2 separate regions of the Mus musculus genome follow, and region 2 is linked to region 1. Evidence: chromatin contacts called from public ChIA-PET data. All regions are on one chromosome and are shown on one strand. Each heading gives the region's core, a stretch centred on a gene start, on an enhancer-like site or on the middle of the called end of the contact. The rest is flanking DNA. Distances are from core to core; before and after follow the strand shown.

Region 1 (5,063 bases), core at 2,552-5,051:
TAAAGGCATAACTATTGGTGCACAATTAACAAAACCTCAGAGATGGTCTTTGTATCCAGAAGAAATAGAATTAACCGCTTTAGAATCACCTGTACCTCAGCTCTCTCTCCTGGCCTCTGAATATCTCCGGAAAGATTATCATAGCAGGTGGCTGGCCTGCAGGCGTCCACTGCAAGAAAGAGACGCTCCGCCCTTGCAAAACAATGGTCTTGTCTCTGTTAGCATGAGACTCAGCCACACGGCTAAATGACCTCAAATACTGGCCAGTAGAAGTTAGATTCTATGAAAGGGGCAGGGAGACGGCCAGCTGATGCCAACTCTCTTCGCATGCCAAAGGCGGAGGCGCAGAGATGTCACACCAAGATGCACCAAGGCTGGATTGATTTCAAGTCAACGGAGAGGACATCTGAACCGAAGCCTGTGTAAGGACAGCTGTGGTGAAGGCTGAGAAGATCATGCATACTTCTCTCGTTCACGTGCTGAAAACCAACTTGTGGTGAGCATTCCAAAAAACCCTTTGATGGGCAGAGAGGAAACACTTCTAAGCCTGGCTCAGTCTGACTGTTGGTCTCCACCGGTGGGGTGGCCATAAATAATATGTCTGAGTCATAGCAAAAAATCCACAGTCCCTCTGGGGACACAGCCAGCCAGCAACAGGTGCACCTAGCCTGCTCCTGTGAGGAAGTCAGAGCTGGAGGAGGGTGGCAAAGAGACTATCTATGCCATGAAAATGCAAATGGTGCACATTTCTCCATGAGCCAGAGACACGGAATCACCAGGCCTGGCTAGCAATGGACACAGTCCTTGATTTACCAATGCCCCTTCAAGGCCTCAGAGCATCTTTCATCTCTTACTCAGAAACATGATGTTTAACGCCGTTGATTTTAATGGACTACAGGCTTGGCCTCTTCATGCACGTAAGTAATGCTAAGCCACGGAGAAGGAAGTTTCTCATGGTTCAGGCTCTTCCAATGATGACTGTCTCAAAGCTTTTTTTTGCAATTATTAAACATAAAGTACTTTCCAAAAATAAGTTTGTAGTGTCCGTACTGGTACACTCAGGGTAAATCCAGTGTGGCCTGTGCCACGCTGGTCCTAAACCCAGGGAATGGCAGTGTGTTCTGGAAGATTCTCACTGTCTCCCCCCACCCCTATCCCCCAAAGTACACCAGTGTCTCTACTGGAGTCCACTGAGTTTGGAGGAACCATCACAAGAGTCCCCCTGCCATTGTAATTCCGTCACCCTCTTGCTTGTAGCTCCTGACTTGACCCTTTGTTTTATGTGCACTGGAGATTTGCCTGCATACATGTTTGTGTGAGCGTGTTGGATCCTCTGGATCTGGAGTTACAGACTGTTGTTAACACCTATGTGGGTGCTGGGAATTAACTCAGGATCTCTGGAAGAGCAGCCAGTGCTCTTAACTGCTGAGTCATCACTCTGGCCGCATTTGATCCTTTCTTTAAGGGTTCGTCTGTAACCCATGGGATTTGGAACCCATTTGGATTTGTGTGTGTCTGTGTGTATATGTATATACATATATGTGTGTATTTAAAAGACAAAGTCTGTTACACACCGTTTGAAAAACCATGGCATTTTTCATCTACATTTTGATGGAGCCTTTAAGCAAAGACTGTCAATCTCAGAAACAGGCCTTCCCCTTCAGGAAATCAGCAAAGTGAAAGCTCTGGTCTGCTGTCCCCACTGCTGTCCCCAGCACCAGGGAACACGTGACCTTCCTCCAGCTGCTGTTCTGCTGACAGAGGGATACCTGTATCAGCCTTGCCTTGCTCCACACCTAAGTGTGGTCAGAAACGGATAACATCTAGATCTGTCTTTCCCAAGAGGGTGACATATCTGATTTCTAACAACCATCCCTTCTTGCTCAGTCATCTCCGGCACCTCTCTAAATTAACTGCTGAAGTCATGGAGACCAAGAGCTGCAGGGAAGTAAAGAGAAGATCTACACAAACAAACAAAATAAACACGGGTTAAAGTACCTATTGAACCGTGGGTGGCTGCCCTGTATGGAATCACTACAATGAAGAAAGTAAACCGAGATGGGCGCAACAACGACTTCTTAAGTCTATAGATAAGAGGGGAAGCAAAGACACACGTGTAATCAGGCCGGAGTATTTCTGGAACGATACACGAGGCGCCAGCCTCTTGGGAAGGAAGGGAGTCTGCGATAAGAGCGGGGCTAACTGCCGACCACTTCCTTTTCACTACTGAATTCCTTACGGTATTCTTCTATTAAGTTGTTAAATGATGAAAATATAAATATAATTAAGAAATTGCAAATCTATTGCATTTAAAACAGTATAAATCCTTACTTAAAATCTACTATAGTAGCCAGGCACAGGAATTCATGTAGGTAACCCCAGCATTTGAGAACTGGAGACAAGAGGATCAAAATCTCAAGATATCCCTCAACTATAGAGTGGGACTGAATCAGTCTGGAATGTGTTTGAGTCTGGGATATATACACACACACACATATATACATACATACATAAATACATACATACATACATACACACATACATACATACATATATGGATATATATAGATGGATATATATAGATGTGTATATATATGTATATGTATATATATATGGTATGTGTGTCTGTGGAATATATGTGTATCTGTGTGTGTCTGTGTGTATATGTATATACATATATGTGTGTATACATGTTTGTATTGAATTGGAAATATCTAGTTTCTTTGGAGACTCACCCAAAAGTCTTAGAATCCCGATTGGCCACTTCAGAAGGTTTGCACACAATTCCTAGGAATTGGTTAAGTTATCATGAATAAGACAGTGTCCAATAGATTACCTGTGTGCGACCAGGAAAGCAAACAGGAAAGGGGGGATATGGAGTAGAAATATCTGGTTTCTTTGGGGACTCAGTATATATGTATCCTACTGGCTTCAATATATACAATATAGTCGATATATATTTAATATAAACACACACACATCTCTGACTCAGAAGATAAAAGCAGAGCAAATCACATCAACGTTTAAATTAACGTGCTCTTTGATGCTTTCATTCACATGTACAGTACATTCTGGTCAGACACATCCCTCAACCCTCTCTTATCCCTCCGAGCCCACCAATGCCTCCTTCCTCCTACCAAGTCCCCGTCCCACTCCCATGTGGTTTTGACTTTGTGACCTGCTGGGTTTAACAGGGGCCACATGTTTGATACAGCAGTACCCACGGAGACATGGTTAGTGAGAAATCAAGCCCGAGTCTCCAATGCTGTCACACCACCCTAAGGAAAGCAAGGGGAATGAAAGGCCTGACCCACTGACCCTTGGGTTCATGTCAGCCCTCTCCTCCAGTGCTCATGCCCACATTCTGGCTCCCCTAGTTAAGTGGGGCCTGGATGCTTTCTATTTCATCTACATGACATGCTTTAGCTTGAAGGCTATGAGATCTAGGTCTGTGAATTCATCTCTGTCGCCAGTGTGCTTCCACCTCTCGCTTCGTATAAAGCAGGAAAGGCTCAGCGCTTCCACGGCTGCTCTAACCCCTCTCTTTGATGAGGTTTCCCGAGACAAAGAATGCCTCATGGCTCATCCGTGCCTACCCCAACGCCATGCTCTTTTTTTCCCTTGTGTTCTTATGTTTGGGCCACACCATTCCATCTGCTTTGAAATGTGAACTCCCAAAGGCAATGACTCTCATGAATCGTGCCCGCACAGGTCATTCAGGCACCTTCTGACACAGCAGTCCCTTTAGCTATGACACACCGGCTGAGGGATCAAGGAGCGATGGCCACAGGTGAAGTTATAAACTCACCACAACAGTGCGAACATGAGGTCTTCAGTCAGGAGCTTTGCTTCCGCCTGCTCTCTCTGCTCCTTGCTTTCCCTGACTTAGCAAGGCAATAGCTGCGCTGTTACATAAGTCCGGGATGATCTACATTCTTGGTCTCTTTCAAGAAACCCACAAAGTCAACACAATCGTTTGGTGGTTTAGGCACTGGCCATCAACGAAGCCCAGAATGATGCTCTATTTGTTATGTGTAAGATACTTATCCAAAATTCTCTTCATTTTGCTAACATCTATCCTTGACTGTTTATAAACCAGTTATTTTATTTAACCTTATTTTGGAGTTGTGTGGGGAAGCAGAAGTAAACCTAGATACACTTCAAAATAATATTTCAAAGGAGAGGAAAGCTTAAAAACGAAAGTTTGAACATCAAACTTCCTTTCTTCTTTTCTGGGCGCGGGGGAGGGGGGGTAAGAACTCTGATATTTCACTCGAGACTTTCTAAAATGTATATTAAAACTTTTTAACCTACCCACTCATTAATTAATTGAAAAGATTTCCTTCTGGCCTCTGACTGCTCAGGGACCTCCCCTAGCAATTTCCTTACCTATAATTATGTCGATGGGCTGAGTAACAGGTTGTATTATTACCCAAGTCAAATTGATGTGGGTGTGAATGTCCAATCAGAGGGCTTCTCACCTGCTGAGGCCCAGATGACAGAGGAGGCTTTGCCCGCAGGCATTCCCATAAGGAGAGAGCAGGAGTCTCTCCACCCCCCCCCCGCCCCCCAATTAGGCGGTAAGTATCATCTGAGTGTTAGCATTCCATCTCCAAGGGGCAGGGCCATAATAGCTACCAGCAACCCCCTTCACCCTGGCTTTCAAGCAGAGCCCTGGGCACCAGGACAGCGAGAGACTGAGAACTGAACTGCCCCAACATGACTCTTCTTTTCTTCTTTTCTCTCTTTCTTTTTTTTTTTCCCATGGTATGGGGAACCAAACACCATCACTCAACAGATACTAGGCCAATACTCTCTCACTGAAGTGAAACTATAGGCTTCTCACCTTGGCACGGCAAGGCACAGGGCGACTGCCCGACAAGGAGGATTCCTCCCTTTGCTGAAATACAAGGACAATGTCCAAAACTGCAGTACCGATTTTGTTTCTGGGTAGTCTGGCTCACTGCTGAGCTGCTAGTGGGTCTGGAAACTAGAGTGCCCTTTCCCAGCTCCTGGGTGAGCAGTATGACCCAGACCAACAGGGGCCACTCAGACACTGCACC
Region 2 (4,836 bases), core at 867-3,366, 120 kb before region 1:
GAGAGAAAGTGCTTATCAGGGAGAGGACATTCCAGAAAACTCTCCTGCATCGACCATGCTTGCCTCCTAAACCACCTCCCGAGTACACCCGGGGTCTGAGAGAATCAGTCTGTTGGGCTCACACCTGCAAGCAGCTCTGCCCAGGACTGGAGCTCCTCACTTCCTTCCAAACCAGTAGTGATGAGCTCAGATAACAGCCACCCCCACTTTCCCTACAGAGAACCACATCTATCGTCTGAGTTCTACTGGCCTTCTCCATTTCCAGCATAAAAGATCCCTAACCGCCCCCCACCCCAAGACCAGAGCGGTCAGCGTCCCCATCAGTGCAGTTTGAGACAAAGCAGATCTAGACGACACAGAACTCGGCCCTCTGGGGCCACGGTAGGAAGCCTGTGGCGGGAAGCCCTTCCTTGGTGTCCCCCGATAGCCCCTCATTGAGCAGTGAATGCCAATTATTCCAAGACTTAAGTCCACAGTCCTCTAGGAAAATGATTCCTTAGTTCTCTCTCTCTCTCTCTCTCTCTCTCTCTCTCTCTGTGTGTGTGTGTGTGTGTGTGTGTGTGTGTGTGTGTGTGTGTGTGTGTGTTGGAGCAAGAGGGCTCTTGACATGCTTCTCTTCCAGGCCTCACAGTCTTTGCTGGGGTGCCAGCTGGAGCAAGCTTCACACAATGGCTGGAGGCGATTGTCCTCTAGAACACTGTAGCTTGGAGTCCACCCAGCCACCCGCTTCCCTTTCCTCATTTCCACTACAGGTCCTTCTCTGATCACCCTGCCCCAGGCGGGCTCTGCTCCCTGATAGAAGTGTATTCATGACTCATGTTGAACACACGCACGCTCTACTTGGGTTTTAATTTATTGTACATGTTCCTGAAGGTTTAGATTTCACAAACACACAGCTAATCTCAGAGGTGGCTGTGTTCACTCTGCAAACCCACGCGGGCATTCTAGAACACGGTGCTGTCGGGTGTTTTTATTCCCTCTGAGTGGGCCCTGATAAATGTCCCATACGTTATTTGTATTGTGAAAAGGAGATTTAGGATAGGCCATGATGAAGTGCCCATTAGGCCCAGTCCGCCTCCAGCTGTCATGTGTGACATTTAGGACCGGAACTTGAGTCTTGGGGCAGCCTCTCTGACCCTCTCTGAACCTCTATTTTCTTTGTGGGAAGGGGGAGAGATGATCCTAAGGTTTCTTCCAGCTGTATAGTCTCATGGGGCCACACTGTCCATTAAAGGGCTGGGCACAGGGCTAGAAAGAGAAAGTGGAACGAATCTGTCTGTGTCATCACTGCTCAGAAATATGGGCCTTCATTAGCATCTGCATCTGCTTCTTCCCAGAGAGTTGCAATGGAAGAGCCATCTGCCTGCAGTCATTAACCCCGGGCTTGCCCTGCCCTGCTAATGTGCTCACTTTAAGGACCCCAACCCACCCCACCCCACCCCCCAAAAAATCATAGCCAGGAAGGCCCTGGCAAAACTAGCCCATCCCAGCTCCTTGGAAAGGCAGCTGAGCCTCAGAGTCCAGTTAGATAAATGCAGAAGGTAGGTGTTTGCCTTCCTGGCTGCTGGTTAGAACGGTGGTGAGGTCATGCAGAATTCCCTGGAGTCCTGAATCCTGGAACCCAATTATAAACGCATATCAACCCCAGCTCAAACAAGGCTCATTCCTAGGCTGCTAGCTGAGCCAGGAACCCTCACAGTGGAACTTCAGCAGCCATTTTTTTTCCAATTGTGTGTGTGTGTGTGTATGTGTGTATGTGTGTGTGTTTAAAACCAAGCTAGGAAGGTTCCTTAAGAAGGTTCCTGCCATACTGACAAGGCTCCAAAACTCTAACATGCCCACTCCACGTTGATGTATTTGCTCGGGGTTCTAATGCTCGATAGCATGTGGGTTCACAGGACTCTTTCTACCATTAAACTGCAGGTTAGACCAGGACAGAGAAGAAGGCTTGGCTATTCTACCTGTTCTCCTGGGACACCACCTAGCTGGGTGGCAGTTCCCATGCTGTGCACTTTAAAGCTCTGTGGCACATTTAACTCACACAACCTACCGACTAGACACTGTTTCTATGACTTCCTGGCAGCTCCTCTGTGCGAGGTGTTGACCTCAGGAGTGGTTTACAGCCACTAACTCATTTAATCCTCACAACAACGAGGTACTGCCTCTTTGTTGTGAGGACAGAGTGTTTACAGGAGAGGACTTGAGGCACAGGGAGTGTGGCCATGCCCCAGGGCCCCCTGGGGGTGGGAGGACAGTCACAACCGCAGGCTTCAGCTCTTCACTGCTCTTCACCACCATATTCTTTGGCTTCCTGTGTGGTCTACCATACCCAGTGCTCCCTAAATCACCTTCAGAGGTCAACATCAACAACAATTCCAATTTCTACTTTCCATTTCAAACCTCCCTTCTGCTGCCAGGATTGAGTTTCCCCTCAAGAGGGCCTCATCTGTCTGAGGGGGAAACAGCCTTCCCTCTGTATGTGAATAAGGCTTTGCATCTTTCACAAGCCCTGACACCTGATCACCTCTCTATGCCTTGCCGCAGATATTCCTATAGGGCAAGCAGAACAAGTGTTCTTAACCTCCTTTACAAATGTAGACTCTTTCCTCTGTGCTGGTAGGACACACTTGGTCACACTGTTGCTCAGGGTGGAGGCTGAGGCCACACCTCAGTCTGCAGCTCTCTCGGGTTCCCTTTCTTCCTACTGTAATAGGAAATGACTACAAATCGTATTAAGATTGTCCCCGTGGCTGAGTCACCAGACGAGTCTTAATGGGAGAATGAAGAAATGAATGAGCAAATAAATTAAATAAATAAATGAGAAGAAGCTGCATTGTGGAGGTGTGAGCTTTATCTGTAATAGTCCCCGTAAATGTTGAGTTTGTATTTAAATGCCTGGAGATACTATTACGAAGTTTGGAGAATGGTGGAGTTGGTGGCATCCTTTTGCACGGGCACGGGGATGAGTTCACATGACAGCTGCGGATGATGGCACACATCTCACTCTCAACACCAGAGCTGCGGAGCTGGGAGGACGCTCTTGGCTTCCTGACAAGATAGGTTCAGCAGGCTTCCATCTCAAAAAACAAAGTGGCAAGGGATCAAAGGAGACACTCAGCATCAGCCTCCACATGTGTACATCCATACACACACACACACATGCCTATGCACACACACACACACAGAGATACACTTAAAAAGGATATTGTCAAGGGTAGATAAATGTGGCTTGAAATTCAGGAATCACAGAAGCCTTCCCATAGGCTGTTATTCTAAGAATCCACACCCCTCTTCCCTGTTATTGGTCAATCTGTTTTTTAACAATTTAGAAGCTCTACGTCCTTCTCCAGGCTCAGGCCAATTCTAATTCTCCTCAGTCACATGTAGATGGTAACTTTTAGTTCATTCTACTTTATCAACATCTGAGAACACTGGAGCAAGATCACAATTCATAGAGAACATGAAACAGTTTTGGTGTGAGATCAGACAATCTCCTCCCTTCTTGAGCCTCACTTACTCCAGGGTTATTCTTTGTTTTTCTTAATTTTCAGTGAAAATCTACATATTAATAAGCATATTCATCTCTTTTTAAAACAGTCTGCTATATATACTCCTTTGTATGTGAGTTTTGGTGTGTATTGATCTTGGACATCCTCCTGTCAGAAAAAAAAAAAAAAAAAAATATATATATATATATATATATATATATATATATATATATATATATATATATATATATATCCTTGCCTCCTTTAAGGGATGTATTCCACTGTACAGATGTACCATGGGCCATGTGATACACTCTACCACGGGTCATGCGATACACTCTACCATGGGTCATGTGATACACTCTACCATGGGTCATGTGATACACACTCTAGTTACTGCTCGTTGCCTTCAACCTAGAACATGGCTGCAACAAACACAGATGAGGACTGAGGCAAAGGCTACTTGATGCATTCGTTGTCAATGGTCCCCCTCCCCTCCCCTATGTAACAGAACACATGTGGGCTGTATTTCCTAACCTCCCGTATAACCTAGAATGGCCATGTTACTAACGTCTGGCCATAGGACCCAAGCCAATGTGCGCATAATGACTTTTAGGGGCTCTCCTTAAGAGCAAGCACCTGTATTCTCTTCATGTTCTTCAACTGCATCTTGTCACACACACAACATTATGAGACCTGGACAAACATGTTAATGGAGATCCATGCATGGCAAACTCTGTGCTACCCTATGCTTGGTGTCTTTAGGTCATTTTACAACTCCGTGAGGGAAAGAACGCTGTAAGCAAAGCCAAGCACAGACCCTAAAAGCACAGACTGCTTCTAATGGAGGAGAAGCTGGTGGATATCGATCAGGTTTGCATCCGATAGCAGTCTCCTTCCCACAGTCCTGATGCCCTGCATGCATGCATTAAATTCCCTCTTAAGCCAGCTGGATCACTCTGCTGCTTTCCCCATTTGTGAGCTAAATAAAAATTTAACCGTGTATGTGTATTTGTTACACACGTGTTTGCCGTTCACTGTATTACTTCTGAAAGACCCTTTAATAATCGTTTTTTCTTCCTCAAATGGTGCTGGCCAGACTGGATAGTTGCAGGCAGAAGGCTGAAACTTGGTAATTGTCTCTGACCCTGAATATAACTCCCAGTGGACCATGGATCTCAACATAAGACCCAATATCCTGATTGTTAGAGGATAAAGTAGGGTGCATGATTCAATTTATAGGCACAGGGAAGGCCGTTCTGAATAGGACCCTGTAGCATCAAGGTCAACCGTGGACTTGAAATTAACAAGCTTCCGTACAGCAGAGAACACCCTCGTTCCAGTCAAG

What was found. ChIA-PET counts read pairs in DNA pulled down with a chosen protein or histone mark.
Region 2: an RNA polymerase II ChIA-PET map of memory CD8 T cells shows a contact between it and region 1, with 11 read pairs. The contact joins two enhancer-like sites. A contact is called at or near these places in 1 of 484 Hi-C or Micro-C datasets (the C10 cell line), 1 of 115 datasets of contacts at active chromatin or transcription factors (memory CD8 T cells) and 1 of 9 other capture datasets (embryonic stem cells).

The regions. Positions count from the first base shown.
Region 1 is chr17:86,205,334-86,210,396 of GRCm38.p6, reverse strand. The region is part of intron 1 of Prkce (protein kinase C, epsilon); the gene reads right to left. Among named protein-coding and RNA genes, the nearest start is that of Gm52296, 35 kb to the left of the region's middle. Within about 2 kb of position 3,801, at least 19 of the 459 cell types and tissues checked have an H3K27ac peak or open chromatin away from gene starts, as enhancers often do. A contact at or near this core is called in memory CD8 T cells, where this site is marked.
Region 2 is chr17:86,320,866-86,325,701 of GRCm38.p6, reverse strand. The region is part of intron 1 of Prkce (protein kinase C, epsilon); the gene reads right to left. Among named protein-coding and RNA genes, the nearest start is that of 2010106C02Rik, 36 kb to the right of the region's middle. Within about 2 kb of position 2,116, at least 72 of the 459 cell types and tissues checked have an H3K27ac peak or open chromatin away from gene starts, as enhancers often do. A contact at or near this core is called in memory CD8 T cells, where this site is marked.